Linked DNA regions of Mus musculus: regions 1, 2, 3 and 5 are each linked to region 4. The links are chromatin contacts, called in public capture Hi-C and promoter capture Hi-C maps. All regions are on one chromosome and are shown on one strand. Each heading gives the region's core, a stretch centred on a gene start, on an enhancer-like site or on the middle of the called end of the contact. The rest is flanking DNA. Distances are from core to core; before and after follow the strand shown.

What was found. Promoter capture Hi-C pulls out the DNA fragments that hold promoters and counts their contacts. Capture Hi-C pulls out chosen DNA fragments and counts their contacts.
Region 1: a contact with region 4 is called in a promoter capture Hi-C map of stem cell-derived epiblast-like cells, with 5 times the contacts expected there. The contact joins the promoter of Gstm5 here to the promoter of Psma5 in region 4. A contact is called at or near these places in 3 of 39 promoter capture datasets (embryonic stem cells, liver and stem cell-derived epiblast-like cells).
Region 2: a contact with region 4 is called in a promoter capture Hi-C map of pancreatic islet. The contact joins the promoter of Elapor1 here to the promoter of Psma5 in region 4. A contact is called at or near these places in 1 of 39 promoter capture datasets (liver), 1 of 115 datasets of contacts at active chromatin or transcription factors (memory CD8 T cells) and 1 of 9 other capture datasets (pancreatic islet).
Region 3: a contact with region 4 is called in a capture Hi-C map of macrophages, with 2.4 times the contacts expected there. The contact joins the promoter of Gstm6 here to the promoter of Psma5 in region 4. A contact is called at or near these places in 2 of 39 promoter capture datasets (the 3T3-L1 cell line and cranial neural crest), 3 of 115 datasets of contacts at active chromatin or transcription factors (embryonic stem cells and stem cell-derived neural progenitor cells) and 1 of 9 other capture datasets (macrophages).
Region 5: a promoter capture Hi-C map of neutrophils shows a contact between it and region 4, with 2.2 times the contacts expected there. The contact joins the promoter of Csf1 here to the promoter of Psma5 in region 4. A contact is called at or near these places in 3 of 39 promoter capture datasets (liver, macrophages and neutrophils) and 1 of 115 datasets of contacts at active chromatin or transcription factors (bone marrow-derived macrophages).

Annotation. Positions count from the first base shown.
Region 1 is chr3:107,894,194-107,897,398 of GRCm38.p6, reverse strand. It overlaps Gstm5 (glutathione S-transferase, mu 5), which reads right to left and starts at 1,545. Exons shown (of 8, transcript NM_010360.2): 1 at 1,401-1,545; 2 at 1,026-1,101; 3 at 709-773; 4 at 30-111. The coding sequence starts at 1,445. It overlaps 4933431E20Rik (RIKEN cDNA 4933431E20 gene), which reads left to right and starts at 1,186. Exons shown (of 3, transcript NR_015459.1): 1 at 1,186-1,756; 2 at 3,171-3,205.
Region 2 is chr3:108,534,819-108,537,928 of GRCm38.p6, reverse strand. Elapor1 (endosome-lysosome associated apoptosis and autophagy regulator 1) reads left to right here and starts at 1,388. Exons shown (of 22, transcript NM_001346518.1): 1 at 1,388-1,633. The coding sequence starts at 1,481. 1700013F07Rik (RIKEN cDNA 1700013F07 gene) reads right to left here and starts at 345. Exons shown (of 5, transcript NM_029314.1): 1 at 230-345. The coding sequence starts at 310.
Region 3 is chr3:107,941,709-107,945,035 of GRCm38.p6, reverse strand. It overlaps Gstm6 (glutathione S-transferase, mu 6), which reads left to right and starts at 1,302. Exons shown (of 8, transcript NM_008184.4): 1 at 1,302-1,438; 2 at 1,716-1,791; 3 at 2,270-2,334; 4 at 2,622-2,703; 5 at 2,803-2,903. The coding sequence starts at 1,403.
Region 4 is chr3:108,255,605-108,258,958 of GRCm38.p6, reverse strand. It overlaps Psma5 (proteasome subunit alpha 5), which reads right to left and starts at 2,033. Exons shown (of 9, transcript NM_011967.3): 1 at 1,654-2,033. The coding sequence starts at 1,682.
Region 5 is chr3:107,759,136-107,762,456 of GRCm38.p6, reverse strand. Csf1 (colony stimulating factor 1 (macrophage)) reads left to right here and starts at 1,988. Exons shown (of 9, transcript NM_007778.4): 1 at 1,988-2,432. The coding sequence starts at 2,394. The region is part of intron 1 of Gm40121 (a long non-coding RNA gene); the gene reads right to left.

The DNA of each region.
Region 1 (3,205 bases), core at 296-2,795, 360 kb after region 4:
CTCCCTCCTATCCCCTTCAGCCCACTCACACATGTTGTGCTTGCGTGCGATGTATCTCAGGATGGCGTTACTCTGGGTGATCTTGTTCTTCCCGTCCATGAGGTAGGGCAGCTAGAAGGGGAAAGTTAATGTGAACCTAGTCCTCCAGGACCGCCACTCCTCTGGAAAAGAGAAGACTTGCAAGGTGTGTGAGAGTAGAAGCCAGGAGAAATAACTAAATAAATAGAAAGTAGCACTGGGTCCTCACCTGACTCTAGACAAGGGTGCTTAATCCTGTGTGTCACTGTGAATGTATGTGTGGCATATAGACGTTTAAAAAGCAAAATGTAAATATTTTATACCTTAAAGTATGTAAAAGTAGGGTGATTATGGATACATTTAAAAAAAAAATAGGTGTTTTAACAACCAGGACACATGAGGATACATTTAGGATACCATGAAAATACCTGGAATCTATCAGTGATAAAGTCACAGACCTGGCTATCAACTCATGTCTCTTATAGCCTGCCTTTAAGAGGAGAATATTAGTGTTTCTCAGACGTTAGTAGGAAATAAAATGTTATTCTCAGTTCTGTTCAATGACCCTTGAATTCTATCCATTCTATAAACGTGAAGAGTCTCTATCTAGATGCTCCCAAGCCAGAGATGAAGTGAAAACAGATACACTTGAAGGCCTTCCCTTCTGCCCACTCCTCCAAAACCACCTACGTTAGGAAAGTCCAGATCTAGCTTGAATTTCACGTCCAGCCATTGGCTTCTATCATAGTCAGGAGCTGTAAGAGAGAAGTGGGACCCAAGCCCGTTACCGACCTAGCTGAGACTTAGACCTGTTATCTCAAGTTCCCAATCCCCAAAAACTAACCCTTGAGTTTCTGCAAAGATGGGCCTGAACAGCAAGAGATAACTCTATGGGCCTCTCTTGGCAAAGTTCCCAGCTTACAGGAGCAGGGGGTCCCACACCATCTTGGTGTGGTACAACCCTCTGGGTAAAAAACAACTGTAGCGCACCCACAGACATTCATTACCTTCCCCACAGATGTACCGTTTCTCCTCATAGCTGGTATCAGTAAACTCCAGAAGCATGCGGATAGCATGAGCCAGCTAAAAGCAGGGGATGGAGAAAGACCCCGGTCAGCGCGCCTGCGCAGTGCCCACTTGCTCGCAGGCCCCCTCCGTCAATGTCCCCAACCCAACGCTGCCAAGCTCCTGCGTCCTGTCCAGGGAAATTGTCCTTAGGCAGCCCCTTCGCTCACGCCCGGGAACTTCCAGTACCTTATTCCTCTACCCACAGTCCTGGGGACCCCATAGGTAGGCTGGAGATCGGCCCACCGGCCCCTGACCCCCGCCCGGCCGCCTGCACCTCTCTGTCCCAGAGGCTGGGCTGGCGAGGGACCACTCACCCCGCGGATATCCCAGTAACCCAGAACCATAGACTTGGATGACATTTTGGGCGATCTTAGCCCCTTCGGGGATACAGCGATGGACTGTGGGCGGCTAACTTTATACTGGACGCTGTGGGCCGGGCTGACGCGACCGAACTGTCTCCTCCTCTCTCGCTCTATGCTCCACCCGCCCTCCGCGTGGTCAGTGGGCGGTGCGCAGGCGCAGCTGCTGCGGCTCCTGAAATCCTCCGGTGTGAACTTCTCCCAGGGCTGTTGATGCTTCATCTACTCTTCTGGCAGTGGGGGCCTGGACCTTAGTTACCCGGGAAGCGTGAGTCATGTTGCACAGTTGAGCTGGCACATAAAACTACGAGGTAGGAAACGATTCAGGTATAAGGTACTTTGGGGATAGAAACATTTTCTATGTAAGATACAAATGGCTCTGTGAAGACTGAGGGAGGCTGGGGACACTAAACAGGTCCACTGTGAAAAAGGATAGGTCATGCACATTGGAAATGCCTCAAAGGACACTCCAGGAAAGAGGAGGGTAGAGCAAACACCGAAAGGTGACAAATAGCTATGCAAGATAAACAGCAGGTGCTGTCGAGTTAGGCTGGTTTATGGGAGGAGTCAAAACATTAAGCATTTGGGGCAGGTTGCAAAGGGTATGGACAGCCAGACAGACAGAGGGTGTGAGTGTTTTCTCTCTGCTCTGTGGGGAGTGTATAGGATCTAGATCATAATGTTCACTAGCAGTATAATGCAAGACAGACATATGATTGTTTTTAAATGGTTTGCTTCTAGTTTTTTTTTTTTTAAGGAGGCAATGAATCCATAGTATACTTACGTAGCCCAATATATACTGTTTCAGAATGTAGTATGAAAATTATTGAGATGTCTTCTATTTTTTTGTTTTAGTACCTTACATTTAAAACACAACTCCACTAAGGGTAACCTCATCTTTTAAAAAAGATTTATTTATTCATTTTATATATGTGAGTATACTGTCGCTCTCTCTCTTCAGTCACACCAGAAGAGGGCATTGGATCCCACTATAGACTGTTGTGAGCCACCTTGTGGTTGCTGGGAATTGAACTCAGGACCTCTGGAAGAGCAGTTGGTGCTCTTAACTGCTGAGTCATCTCTCCAGCCCCAGGTAACCTCATTCTGATGCTCAGGATCCACAAGTTAGTCGGAAAATGATAAGCATATTGTGGAGTAAAACAGCACAAAAGGGGAAAGGCCCCTTGCGGGTGGGACCATCCCTGGGCTGGGTGTCTTGGGTTCTATAAGAGGGCAGGCTGAGCAAGCCAGGGGAAGCAAGCCAGTAAGGAACAGCCCTTCATGGCCTCTTCATCAGCTCCTGCTTCCTGACCTGCTTGAGTTCCAGTCCTGACTTCTTTCAGTGATGAACAGCAATGTGGAAATGTAAGCTGAATAAACCCTTTCCTCCCCAACTGCTTCTTGGTCATGATGTTTGTGCAGGAATAGAAATCCTGACTAAGACACCAGGCCTCCCGGAGCCCCAAGTCTGGGTGTGGGAAATTATGTCTCCCCGTTAGTTTAACTGACTCAAACTTCAGACTTTGTAAAAGGACATTTTTCTAAAATAAAGAAGAAATGGTACAGAGACATGTGACTGTATAATGCCTGGGTTGATTCCTCCCAAGAAAACAAAAGCCAGCAACAAATTAACTTGAGCCACGAGTCTAAAACTTCTAGAGTAGTCTAAGTATTCTACTTGTTTCATGATATATCCCAATTCAGGCTAAATAACTTTGTGATTAGGTGTTCTGCCCAGTTTATAGAACAAGGAATTGAAG
Region 2 (3,110 bases), core at 139-2,638, 280 kb before region 4:
CATCATTTATATTCCCCATCACTGCTTTGACAGACCTTGTTCTACATTAGAGCTCAGTTCCCTTCCCTCTGCTCAAAACCACTTCCAAAACGTTATCAGACGCAAATAGCGGACCTAGGAGACAGGCAGAAAACAGATTTCTTTGATACTTGGTGATCTCATCAGAGTTAGGTTACCAAGAATTTCCTGCAGGCCCCACTGGGAATTTGCTGAGGAAACCTCAATGTACCTTAGAAGCCCACAGATTTCCCAAATGTTTGTCTTCGTCGCGTAAGGCAGGGTTCGAGAAAGTTTCCTGAGGCTGAAGCATGTTTAAAGGCCCAGAGACGCACGCTTACTCCCTGGAGACTAGTGCAGCCTCAGCACGACCTGGTTCGCAGAGGATCCCGGGTCCCAATTGTTTGGAACGCCCAATTTTTAGTTGCTAGGCAGCTATCCCTCCAGTTATGACAGATGTATTCTGATGCGCCACCTGGCGGTTCAACTAAGAAGGCTCCTTGAGAGGAGGCTGCTGTGAATGGAGGGAAGGCGACCTGGATACGCACTCTGGAGCCTCTGTTGGAAAACGCTGGCTTCCCAAGGCATGGGATTTCTGCGAAAGCTGACGAAAGAAACACTAAAAGATGACCCAAATGTTTCCTTCTCGCTTTCACCTAAAAGAGAGCTTCCCCATTTTCAAATCAACGAGAGTAAGAGAATGTCAATATATATATATATATATATATATATATATATATATATATATATATATATATATATATATATATATCTCAAAGATCTCACGTGTCCTACTTGCAAAACTGTCGATTAGGTCACACTCCTTGCTGTTTAACTATGCAGACGTCATGGTTGCTCACTGAGACGGCTGTAAAAACGTGGATGGATTTGGTGGGGAGGAAGGATGGAACTAGTTTTTGCAGTTAGTGCTGGGGCCACTCTAGGAGACCATCCCTGGAAGATAACGAAGACGCCTGTCTTCCCCTAATCGTTTTACATGCCATGTTTACAAAATAAGATATGCTTAGAAATAGCCCCCTGCCCGGAAGAGTAATAGGTGCGAAATGAGCTGCTGCAGATGTTTTGGAGGGTTTCTCTACTGCGTGCTTTACGTAAGCCTGTTCGGTTAGTTGCAAACCCTGGCTCGTGCACTCCCACGCCGCGCGCCAGCGGTGGCGGCTGCCATGGAGACCGGCAGGTGAGCCGCACAGGCGCGCGTGGTCCCTGCCCCACCCGCGCTGAGCGAAGAGGATGCGGTTGTCAAGGCGACATGGATAGGAGGAGGAGAGGACCGAGGGAGGAAGAAGGATGGGCTGCCTTGGCGTAGCCGCAGGGAGGTGACTGAAGCGAGTCCAGCCCCTTGCATCCTCCCCCTGTGTACCTCCCTCCTCTTTTTTTTTTTTTTTTTTTTTTTCCTCCTCTGCCAGCATAAGCAGCCACCGCAGCACCTGAGCCGCTACTGCCGCTGGCTCAGGACAGCGCTATGGCAGAGCCTGGTCACAACCCCCATCCTTCTGCCAGAGACGGAGGAAAAACTGAAAGGCGCACACCCCGGCTTCTGTGGCTGTTGCTTTGGGCTGGGACCACCTTCCAGGTGACCCTGGGAACCGGACCCGAGCTTCACGCCTGCAAAGAGGTACTGTCCACTCCACCCCCTTGACCTGATCTCACTTTGGGAAAAAAAAAAAAAAAAAAAAAAAAGAGCTAAAAAGCCTAGATCCAGATAGAGACCTTGGAGATCCAGTCACAGTTTCAGGGGCCATAGAGTTCAATTTTTTTCTAGGGATGAGTAGGAGCTGGAGCGAGGGAAGCAGGCTGGTGTCGTCATGGGGGAGGCCAGCCCATCGGAGGACTCCTAAAATAGATCACCCTCAGGAGCTCTCAGCAGCTCTGGCTCAGGGAGTAAGGTCCGAAAGAGTGACAGTTCTCAGAAAGAAAGAGAAAGAAGACAGTAGCTGCTTCCCAGATGGGTGAAATTACCTAGAGAGTGATTGGAAACATCGAGAGACCAAACAGAAAGAGGAAAGGAGGGAACTGGGATAAAAGTAAAGTTAAGGACTGGTAGTAGACTGGGGTCAGAAGCCCTTGGGTCTGAGGGTGGGAAGCTCGGGAGACCAGCCGTAGGATCCTACCTAGTAAGTGCCCTCTGTGTTAACATCCAGTTGCTCGCAGCTGCTGGCTGAGGCCCTCCTGGAACGCTTTGCCTGTTCCCTTGCACACTTTGGTTAGTGTTTAGCACATGTCCCACCTTCTCTAGATTTTGAATTCTACAACATATCCCCCCCCACTCTTTCCTTTGAACTTATGTTAGCATATGCCACAAGTCCTTTTCAAGGTGTCTCTAAAATGTTAACAACATAATTCACAAAAGAGGTAGTGAATGTCTTCTAACAACCACAACAACAAAAATGATTTTGAAAATTGGTTTTTGGGGGGACATATGACAAGACAATAGGAATACCAAAGTTAAATAGTTTTGGTATTAGTGAAATAACGATATTTGGTTTGTGCTGTAAGTGACTTAAAAACATATGGTAGAGACAACATTGAAATATTTACAAAAAGTATATTGGGGAAGGCAGAATAAAATTTATGCAGAATGTGAGAGATTTGAAAACATGTCAAAAGTCTAGCACTGTAGGGGAGATGCTAAATATCAAACCTAGCTAAGGTTTTGAGGGGTTAAAATAGTCCTTTAAGTCACCAGTGTTAATTAACAATGCCAGTGCAGTCCCATAAATACAATTATGGAGGGTCCTAACCACTAGCCTATCTACAACATAGCAAATCACAAAAGAAGCAAGTGGGATTCATTAATATTTGAGTGGCCCATAGGTACTGGACTTGGTGTTGCATCCCTTTAATCGCCAGCACTTAGGAGGCAGAGGCAGGTGGGTCTTTGTGAGTTTGAGGCCAGCTTAATCTACAAATCGGGTTCTAGGACATAGCATGTTCCACAAAGGGAGGAAAAAATGGCTCTGGCTCAGGGGTGAAGAGAACTTGCTGCCTTTGTAGAAAATCTGAACTCAGTTCTCAGAAGGCATATGACAGCTCACAGCCATCTGTAATTCCAGTTTCAGGGGATTTGACGCTCTCTCTTGGTCTCTGAGGGC
Region 3 (3,327 bases), core at 53-2,552, 310 kb after region 4:
CTGTTTTCAAACTCATTTATCACTGATGCTAAGAATCTGATTAAAGGGAACCGGGGCTCTCTGACATTGGTAGGATTTTGTCTGTGAGTTTTAACCACAGGTGCCATGATGAAGGACATTGAGCAACCCTCTTATGCCCAGATACACAAAAGCCAGGAGCTGCGGCCAGGGCTGAAATGAGTTAGATAGCTGAGAATTCGACTCTAAGGGACTTGGTCCTCTGCAGAGTCCTTCAAGGTCCTTTCCGGACAGCATTCTGTTGTCCCTTAGAATCAGGAGAGGTATCTGGTCCCTCCAGGCTACTGTGCCTTTGAGTTTGGGGTTCTGTCCATGGTGGTGGGACTCTTTCAGTTTCACAAGGCCTCTCTGTGTTTGATTCTTGGATTTGGCTCTCAAGTATGGCCAAAGTGCCTATTAATTTATATAGTCACTACCTTGATGACCCTGTAGAATACCTCCTATAGGCTCATACAGTTGGGTGCTTGGTCCTCAGTTGGTGAAACTGCTTGGGAAGGATTAGGAGGTGTGGCCTTGCTGGAGGAGGTGTGTCACTGGGGTAGGCTTTGAGATTTCAAAAACATACGCAATTCCCAGTTACCTCTCCTACCTCCCTCCCTCCTTCCCTCCCTCCATCCCTCCCTCCTTCTCTCTCTCCCCTGCCTCCTGCTTGTGAGTCAGATAGATGCGAGCTCTCAGCTACTGCTCTAGCCCCATGCCTGCCTGCTCCCCTGCTACTGTGTTCCTCACCATGATGGCCATGCAAGCTGCCTTGATCATGGTGTTTGTCACAGCAATAAGAAAGGAATTGAGACAGCCTCAGATCCCCCAAGAGAAATACAGAGACTGCTTGCTTTTCTGTTTGGCCCTGTCCTGGGTCATTCCCATTTCACTGCTCCTGTACCTCCAGGTTGTATGGACAATGAAGTCTGGAGTTTGTCAGACTGGCAGAACCCTTGTTTCCAGCATGAGTACAAGAACAGACTCTCAGGTTGAAGCAATGCCTTTTTATGCATATGTTGAGATCTGAGCCCAGATTCCCAGAGTCTAGGTGTGAAAAACTGATCTACCAGGAAAGGAGATGGGCAGAACAGGTCCTAGCTGGCCTGTCTCCAGGGATACTGCCAACTTCCTGAGAATCCAGCAGGGGGCAGATGGAAGCAGGCCTGCCAATCAATCACTGCCTTCGGTATCTGAAAGCTCAGACCCGCCTTCGGATGATAGCTCCTGGAATTAGATTGGCTTTTACTTGTTACAGTGGGTTGGGCTTTATGGTTCCACGGTTGGTTCCTTTGGGGAGGGGCAGAGCAGCTCCGGACCTGTTCTCAGACTCATCAGCTGAGCATTACAGAGTCTTTCCCGACCAGTGACTGACTGCACAGTCTTCGAGGCTGGAATAGCAATCATGCCCGTGACTCTGGGTTATTGGGATATCCGTGGAGTGAGTGGGAGGTTGGGCTGCTAGGCGGGAAGGGCCCAGGGTCAGAACACAAAGCGGGACTACAGGCTTGGTTCCACGAAGAAGATTCCCATCGGGTTTTCCTTGACCCCCCCTCCCCCTCTCTGTCAGAGCCACACCCCCCAGTCCAAACTCTGTCCCTGCCTTTCTCCCTCTCCCCCGCCTCCCTTCCTCTCTTCTTAGTGAAAGGTGTAAAGGCGTCCCTAGAGGTGGTGAAGGATTTCACTAACGGACTTATGTTACCCACTATCTCTCACAGCTGGGTCACGCCATCCGCCTGCTCCTGGAATACACAGAAACAGGCTATGAAGAGAAGAGATACGCCATGGGGGACGGTAATGACATTCTTCTGGTCACACTCTTCCCCAACTTCTGTCCACTGGTGCCCAGCAGCTTCTATCTATCTCTCTGTTTCTTAGCTTTGTGGATCTCCTTCAGGCAAACCCAGAGCTTATCCCTTCCAGAAACTTCCTTGAGGGTGCAGCTTTGGTTGTCAATATAGAATCATGGTTGTAACATGCTGGCCCTATTCTGACTGTAATTGGGTGAGGTTTGCCCACTACAGGCACTGCAGGCCTAGTGCTTTTGTAAGCCTTAGTTAGTCATTGAAAGGCCTATAGCCATTCAATAGCTCCTGGGCTTGGATTGGCTTTTACTCACTACATAGCTGTGCTATTCAAGTGTGCAGCTTTGGTTGGAAAGACTTACTGGGTCAGACTGCATATTCCTTGCACAAGGGGTCCTGCCTTTGACTTCTTGTGAAGGGGGCTTAGACGTCGTGACGTCCTTTTCACATCCTCTTGTCCACCACAGCTCCTGACTATGACAGAAGCCAGTGGCTGAATGACAAGTTCAAGCTGGACCTGGACTTTCCCAATGTAGGTGCTGTGAAGGGGAAGTTTGGGGAAGACATGGTGATCTCACCTCATCTCCTGGCCTGGCTGAGGGTTTAGGATCAGTGTTTCTGCTCTCCTGCTCCATCCCTGCTGGCTGCACAGTGTTCTGTGATGGGCTGTGTCCCAGCTCTCTCATTCAGTGCACACTGTGCCCATGGAGGGCTTCCCACGGCAGGCACACTGAGTGCCAGGCCCTGTGTCTTCTCTCACCCAGGGAAGGGATGGAGGGACCTCATATCCCATCTGACCTTCCCTGCTTGTCCATCCAGCTGCCCTACTTAATTGATGGGTCACACAAGGTCACCCAGAGCAATGCCATCCTGCGCTACCTTGGCCGGAAGCACAACCTGTGTGAGTGGGGCTGGCTGCAGGGTGGGGGACCATGGCCACCTACCCTGGTCTTGGCAAGGGTGGGCTGCTGAGAGTGAGTCTGGGCTGTGTGTGCTGCAGGTGGAGAGACAGAGGAGGAGAGGATCCGTGTGGACATTTTGGAGAAACAGGTCATGGACACTCGAATTCAGATGGGCATGCTTTGCTACAGCGCTGACTTTGTGAGTCTGCACTGTGTGGTATAGACAGGGTTTGCAGCAGGAGTCAAGGAAGGGCCTGTGTTCAGTTCCATGCATGTCCTCTTTGGAATGTGAACCCACCCATACTGATTTATCAAGCTCTCCTATCCAGCCAACAGTTCTTGCCCCACCCCCATTTTGTTAACAAGTACAACATACCGTTTCCAAGAAGTTTTGCGGTATTGTTATGATACCAAGGGCTGCAAATTCATTTCCTACACAGCAAATTCATATGTTCAATTCTTTTCAACTTTGACCTTGACCACTGCCATGAGCCACCTTGTCCCTGGGGTTCACAGATGAAAACCAGAGGGGAAAAAGGTCATGGGTATTTAGAAATCTACCCAACAGATTTCTCAGAGCTGAGTTCTTAGTGGTAGCAAAACTCGGGGCCTCTTGCTGGAGC
Region 4 (3,354 bases), core at 784-3,283:
CCATCAGTATCTGGCACCATCCTGTTTTTTCCATAGCACCTACTTGTCCCATAACATGCATCATACATATGTGGTAACCAGCCTGGACTTTTCCAAATGTGTTATGCCTTTTCCTCACTGGTCCCCCTTGTTCATCCTTTATTATCTGTTCGTTCTCATGGTCTTGGTTTACTAGAAATCCTACTTTCCCTGGACCTATCTGAATTATCAGCTTCTTTGTGAAGCTTTCCCCAACCTCCAACAATGAATGCAGCCTCTCATCAGAACGTCCAGTGCTGCCTTAGATTCCTCTAGTAACATCAATACATTTCTGTCTCACATTACAGTTACTGTTGCAAACAGGAGGGTAGAGATCTTGATTCTGCTCACTGCTGTAAAACCAGCTCCCTAAACAGTGCTTCTTGAACACAGCCAACGCTCAAGAACATTAGCTAAATAGAGGCCTGGGCTTTATTTAGTCTTAGCAAATACAAAAGAAAAAAATCCACAAAGCAACTAGTTCATATAAATAAATGGGCAAAGCTCAGTAAAGCCTTTCAGATGAGGATCACAATTTTCTTAACATTTTATCACCTAAAGATGACTCTCTTCAATACTCTGGAAGCCAAGTGTTAACGACCATTTTACTTGACAACAGGAAATAGTTTTAAAACTTCACCGATATTTTCTGAGTCAGCAAAAGGATGGAGATTAATATGTATGTATATATGTGTATATATAAGTATGTATTGAGCCTGTCAAAATTGTGGCACCTGGAATGACATATATATATTTTGACAGGCTCAATACATACTTGCCAAGAAAAGTAATTTCTCAGTGGTAACCTGGAACTAAGAAAATGTCTGCTTTCCCTAACTTTTAAAGGAACCCAGTGGTTTGCAAAACTGCTCAAAACAGAAACTGAAAGTTACAGTATCTACAGCATTTATGACAGTATTAGTTAGCATTTTCGAGACTTGAAAGTTTTTAGGTTGTCTGCTCTTTTAATAAACACAACCACACAGCTTTGACTTTACAAAACATTTAGCTTTCAACACAACACTAAAATTAACTTGCTTTCAAACCTCCTCTCACATACACACACTTTGGTCAAATGGAATCAGTGTATTAAAACTCTTCTGAGAACCACTGTACATTCAAGTTCCCACAAAACCAGATTGTAGGCAATATATTTATCCGAGCATAGCTGAAAACTGCCTTCGCTCTTCAAAAAAGATTAAAATGTACAGCACAGGACGGATTCCTACAAACTCATCCAATAGTCTCTGGTAGCTTCTATTCAAGGAAACTCCTTTCACTTTTCTTTTTCCTAAGCAGTCAGACTTAGGTTGAAAAGACGGACGCAAGGCTGGTGTCCCCCTAATCTACTCCAGGTTAAAGGTCCCGATCCCTCTCCGCCGCCTGCCCCAAGCAGCCCCAGCCTCTCGCTTCCGCGGGGAGTCAGGATTAGCGGTGACTCAGCGGGACAAGTGCAACGGGTCCGCTGCAGTGTAGCTTGGGGAATCTCGCCGGGCGCCTCGGGAACCAGATTCCCCGGGTCCCGCCAGACTTAGGTTCTCCGGGCGCCCCATGACACTGCAGAACCCAGGCCGCGGCGCGGGCCCCAGGCCCGCCCACCCAAATTTCGACCCTGCTGCTTCCCGCCGTACGAACCTGTCGTACTCGGACCGAGTGAGGAACATGGCGAGGACAGAAGGAGGCGGCAGTGGCTACGCGGGGTTCCCAAAGGCCACACGATTGAAAGCAGCACCCTAATCAACCACACCGCCACAGCACCAAGGACCCTGCAGCCGTCTGCGCGTGCGCACGCGACCTTTTTAGCCCGCCCTCCCGTGCTTCCCTTTTATTGGCTGATTGATATTCTCGCCGCGATGATTGGACTTGACAAGCTTCTTCACCGGACCTGGGTTAACAGGGAGGCGGAACTAGAGAGCACTTCCGCTTTCCGTCACCCTTGGTTGCTACGGGCGCTGGGACTCGAGGCAACCGGTGAGAGTGAACCTCGTCGTCGAGGAGTGAGCACGCCGCGCTTTGGATGGCTGCAAGACTTGGCCTGATGACTGGGTTGTCGGAATCGTGACGTAAGTCTCGCCAGCTCGCGTAAATGCAGCCGGGGGACACCGGTCTCTTACTTCGCGCTCGCCTGCCCAGCTCTTCGCTGTCTTCCCGGCTCGGTGGCAGCCGGAACTAGGTTTGCTGAGGACTTTTTGACTTGGGTAGAGAAATGTGTGCGCCTCTACCAGCGTGCCCGGCAGTTCTGCCAGCCGGGCTTGTTGAAAAAAAAAGTTTTAAAAGTTGATAGGTTCTAATCAGCAAGAACGTTTTTCAATTTCTTGCATAGGTACGATTATTTTATCAAGTCTTTCCTGGATTCGTACACATCACCACCACCACCCTAACTATCCAAGTTTCAGACCCAGACCTGGAGTTCAGTATCGGAGCTTCAGATTAGTCACTGCTTTTAAGGACCTTAATTTGTGTATGTGCTTCTTGTTTTCTCTTCCTAAGGGTAGAAGAGCAACTTGAGCTTTTTTTTTTTTTAAGAAACATTGTAAATGAATCATTTATCAAAGAAAGTTAGGTGGTTAAGAAGTCCTGACTCGGGCTGGAGAGATGGCTCAGGGGTTAAGAGCACTGGCTGTTCTTCAGAAGGTCCTGAGTTCAAATCCCAGCAACCACATGGTGGCTCACAACCATCCTGAATGAGATCTGACTTCCTCTTCTGGTGTGTCTGAAGACAGCTACGATGTACTTACATAAAATAAATAAATAAATCTTTAAAAACAAACAAAAAAAACAAAAAAAAAAAGAAGAAGTCCTGACTCTCTAGGAATGTAACTCGGTGACAGAGTACTTTCATAGCATGCATGAACCTCTGCCCAGGCTTGGCGGGGGTGGGGTGTGAGGTGGTCAGAGTACAAAGTTTCAGGTAAGATTAATACCTAATGGAGATATATGATACACCAGGATGACTAGAGTTAATATCTTACACTTGAAATTTTTCTAAGAAGGTAGATTTTAATCACTACCAAAAAAGGCAAATGTTAGTGAAAGTTAACTTAATCGTGATATATACCTATATCAAAACATAATTCTGGTGGCTGGAGAGATAGCTTAGCACCTGATTCCCTTCTAGATGCCCACATTTGGTTCTCAGCGTCCTAGTCAGGCTGCACATAACTACCCTTTATTCTAGCTCTAGGGGATCCACTGCCTTTTTCTGCTCTCTGCTGGCCCCTATATATGTGTCACACATAACACACACACACAAACACACACACACACACACACACACATTGAAAAGTCTTTTTAAAAATACCATTCTGGGTTGGGTGTGATAGTTCCTTTAATCCC
Region 5 (3,321 bases), core at 739-3,238, 500 kb after region 4:
TTTGTCTTAAGAGCTGTGGTTAAATCTTTATTGTTCCAGACCAGAATAAAGACTATTCCACCAAAGAAGGAAATAAGCCTTGATCATGTCTCTGGCCAAGTGCTATCTCTGCATTCCTCCGAGAAGCCCTGAGTCCCAAGCCCTCAGCTTCCAGTGGCTCACATCTGAGTAGGGGGCCATATTATCACGGTCACTGTTACACTGGCCTGTAGTTAGCAGTGAATGTCTGTCAAGTGACTCATCCATTCCAACTGCCCAGTTAATTTAATTCCTATTATGTGCTATGTCTATCAGTTCGGAGTGAAGTGAAATGGGGTGCTACCCAGAGGAAGCCTCCCAGCTCAGGGTGCAGGTCAAACGTAATCACTACTCTCACTAGTATTCAGTGGTTCTAAACGTAATTACTACTATCACTAGTATTCAGTGATTCTAAACGTAATCACTACTATCACTAGTATTCAGTGGTTCTAAACGTAATCACTACTCTCACTAGTATTCAGTGGTTCTAAACGTAATCACTACTATCACTAGTATTCAGTGGTTCTAAACGTAATCACTACTATCACTAGTATTCAGTGATTCTAAACGTAATCACTACTATCACTAGTATTCAGTGATTCTAAACGTAATAACTACTATCACTAGTATTCAGTGGTTCTAAACGTAATCACTACTATCACTAGTATTCAGTGATTCTAAACGTAATCACTACTATCACTAGTATTCAGTGGTTCTAAACCTTCTCAATGCTGAGACCTTTCAATACAGTTCCTCATGTTGTGGTGGCGCCCCAACCACAAAATTATTCCATTGCTACTTCACAAGTGTAATTTTGCTACTGTTATGAATCATAATGTAAAGCATATGATATGCAGGATATCTGACTTGTGACCCCCCAAAGAGGTTGCCACCCACAAGTTGAGAACCACCAGTTTAAAATAATGTAGAGAATGAATGAATGAATGAATGAATGCCAACTTAACTGGGAGGAATGGGTTGCGTCCAGTGGGAACACAGAAAGAAGGAATTATCCATCAGCCTGAAGCATCCCAGAAGGCTTTGCAAGACAAGGATAAGATGTGATTATAACCTTAAAAGGTGAGACATTCACCTTAAGATGGATGGGGGAAAGGAAGACTTCATGTCCGAGGAAGCAGCCTGAGCAAAGGTTTATGAGGGACGTTGTTGCTCTGAGCTAGGTAGTGCAAGGAAATGGAGGACACGTGACAAAAGTGCCCCTTTGAGACCAGACCACTCATCTGGGCATGACGGGATTGAAACACATTGAATCAGGATAAATGGAAGGAAGAAAAAGATCCTGACGTTGGCAATATAATTAATAGGCTCCTCTTGATAGGTTAATCTAGATCCATTCTCATGTAAAGACAAAATGTGATTGCACAAATGCATTTCCAACAGAGTTGAGGGAAATCTAGAGTCCAGGCACACCAACCTTTCCACATAAGCTGGGTTTGGCAGCCCAGGAGCAGGGGGCCAGCCAGTGCTTTCAGGTTAAGCACCTGAAGTGTCTCCTGGCAGAGTGCAGAAACACCCAGCTAGTTGTCACAGGACCAAGTCCTTCCTCTCCTACCCAGGTAGCTGGATGCTCCCCACTTCTCCCTACAGCCAGGGGAGAGGATAGTATAGTAGTATAGTAGATTCTTTGAACAATGCATAGGAGGGAGCAAGCCAATCTGCAAACCTGCTGCCCTGGGTTCCATGAGGGACTTGAATGGAGCTGCAGCAGAGAGGCGTTGGTCCATCCCCATTCAAGTCCTGTTCAATGTACTCTGTCCGTTTCCTGCTCAGATTTGAGGATTTTCGGGCCTTGAGGGAAAGTCCCTAGGGGCCAGCATTAGACCGAGAACAATCACACGAGATTGACAAGAGTGGCGAGCACAGAAGGAAAGGCAGTGTCTTGTCCAGAGCTCGAGAAGGGCGGGGGAGGGCGGTGGAGCCCGGGTTACTTTGAGGAGGCTGCACAGCCACAGAGCGACGGGGAAGAGAGCTAGCGGGGACGACCAGGCGGCCCGCTTGGGGGAAGGGAGTCGGCGGCTCAGTGGGCCTCTGGGGTGTAGTATGTGTCAGTGCCTGTGAGTGTGTTTGTGTGTGTGTATGTCTGTGTGTGTCTGGCGGAGAGCCAGGGTGATTTCCCATAAACCACATGCCCCGCCAGCCCGCCCGCTTAAAAGGCTGTGCCGAGGGCTGGCCAGCGAAGCTCGGCCAGGGGAAAGTGAAAGTTTGCCTCGGTGCTCTCGGTGTCGCTGCGGCTCTCTGCATCCCAGGACAGCGGCGTGGCCCTCGACCGGGGCGCGGGCTCTTCAGCCACTAGCGAGCAAGGGAGCGAGCGAACCAGGGCGGCCAACACGCCGTGCCGGGACCCAGCTGCCCGTATGACCGCGCGGGGCGCCGCGGGGCGCTGCCCTTCTTCGGTAAGCTGCAACCGTGGCGCGCGGGGCCCGGGCCGGGCTGGGGCAGGAGCTCTGCAGCAAGCAGCAGGCGGCTCTGCGGGGCCACTTGGAGCGGACAGCCCCTTCTCGCCAGCTGCCCAGGCTTCTCGGCCCTGGGTTCTGGCTTCCTTACTGCTTCTAAGCTACGGCTGAGGCCCGCGGTATTTCAATAGCTGCTCCTGGGGCTGCAGCGCTTTGCGAGGTAAAGAGAAGGCTGCTCATCCCATTGCACGGAGGAGAACACTGAGCTACCCACAGGCTGGAGAGAGAGATGGGGGTCTGGGGGGGGGGGGTATCGCAGGGATTGGCACAGGCCCAATGTCTGCCAGAATGGTCAACCAGGTCTCCAGGTTCCGAGTGACACAAGATCCGAGTGTGGCATCATCCCCAGTAGATATCTTTCTTTGGTTGTTGCACATGTTTTAGGCCCCAGTTGGGAGTGGGCCTTCAGGGTAGGGAAAATTCAGGCTCACTCAGCTTTACACCAGGACCTGTGCTGAGCAACCTGTTGGCAGAGAGAGAGAGAGAGAGAGAGAGAGAGAGAGAGAGATGGGCATGCTGCTACTTGTTCAATGGATGTGTAGGAACTATTAGGGACTTGGGTGGCTCTTTGAGGGGAGCTGGACCCGAATCTTTTCTTGAAGAAAATGAGATGGGGCTATTCTAGACTCTGCGGCTGACTGAGGAAAGAAAGTGCAAGGAGAGTTCAGAGCTGCAGCTGATAATGGGCTGCTCAGAAGCTGTCTCCAGTAATGGCAGCAGATGATAGCATGGCTCTTACAGAGTGAAGGATGGTACTTTCAATCCACAGCAAGTGGGTTTGCTTCAGAAGAGAATGAGAGGGAAAACCTGGAGGGTAGGAACCGAACTT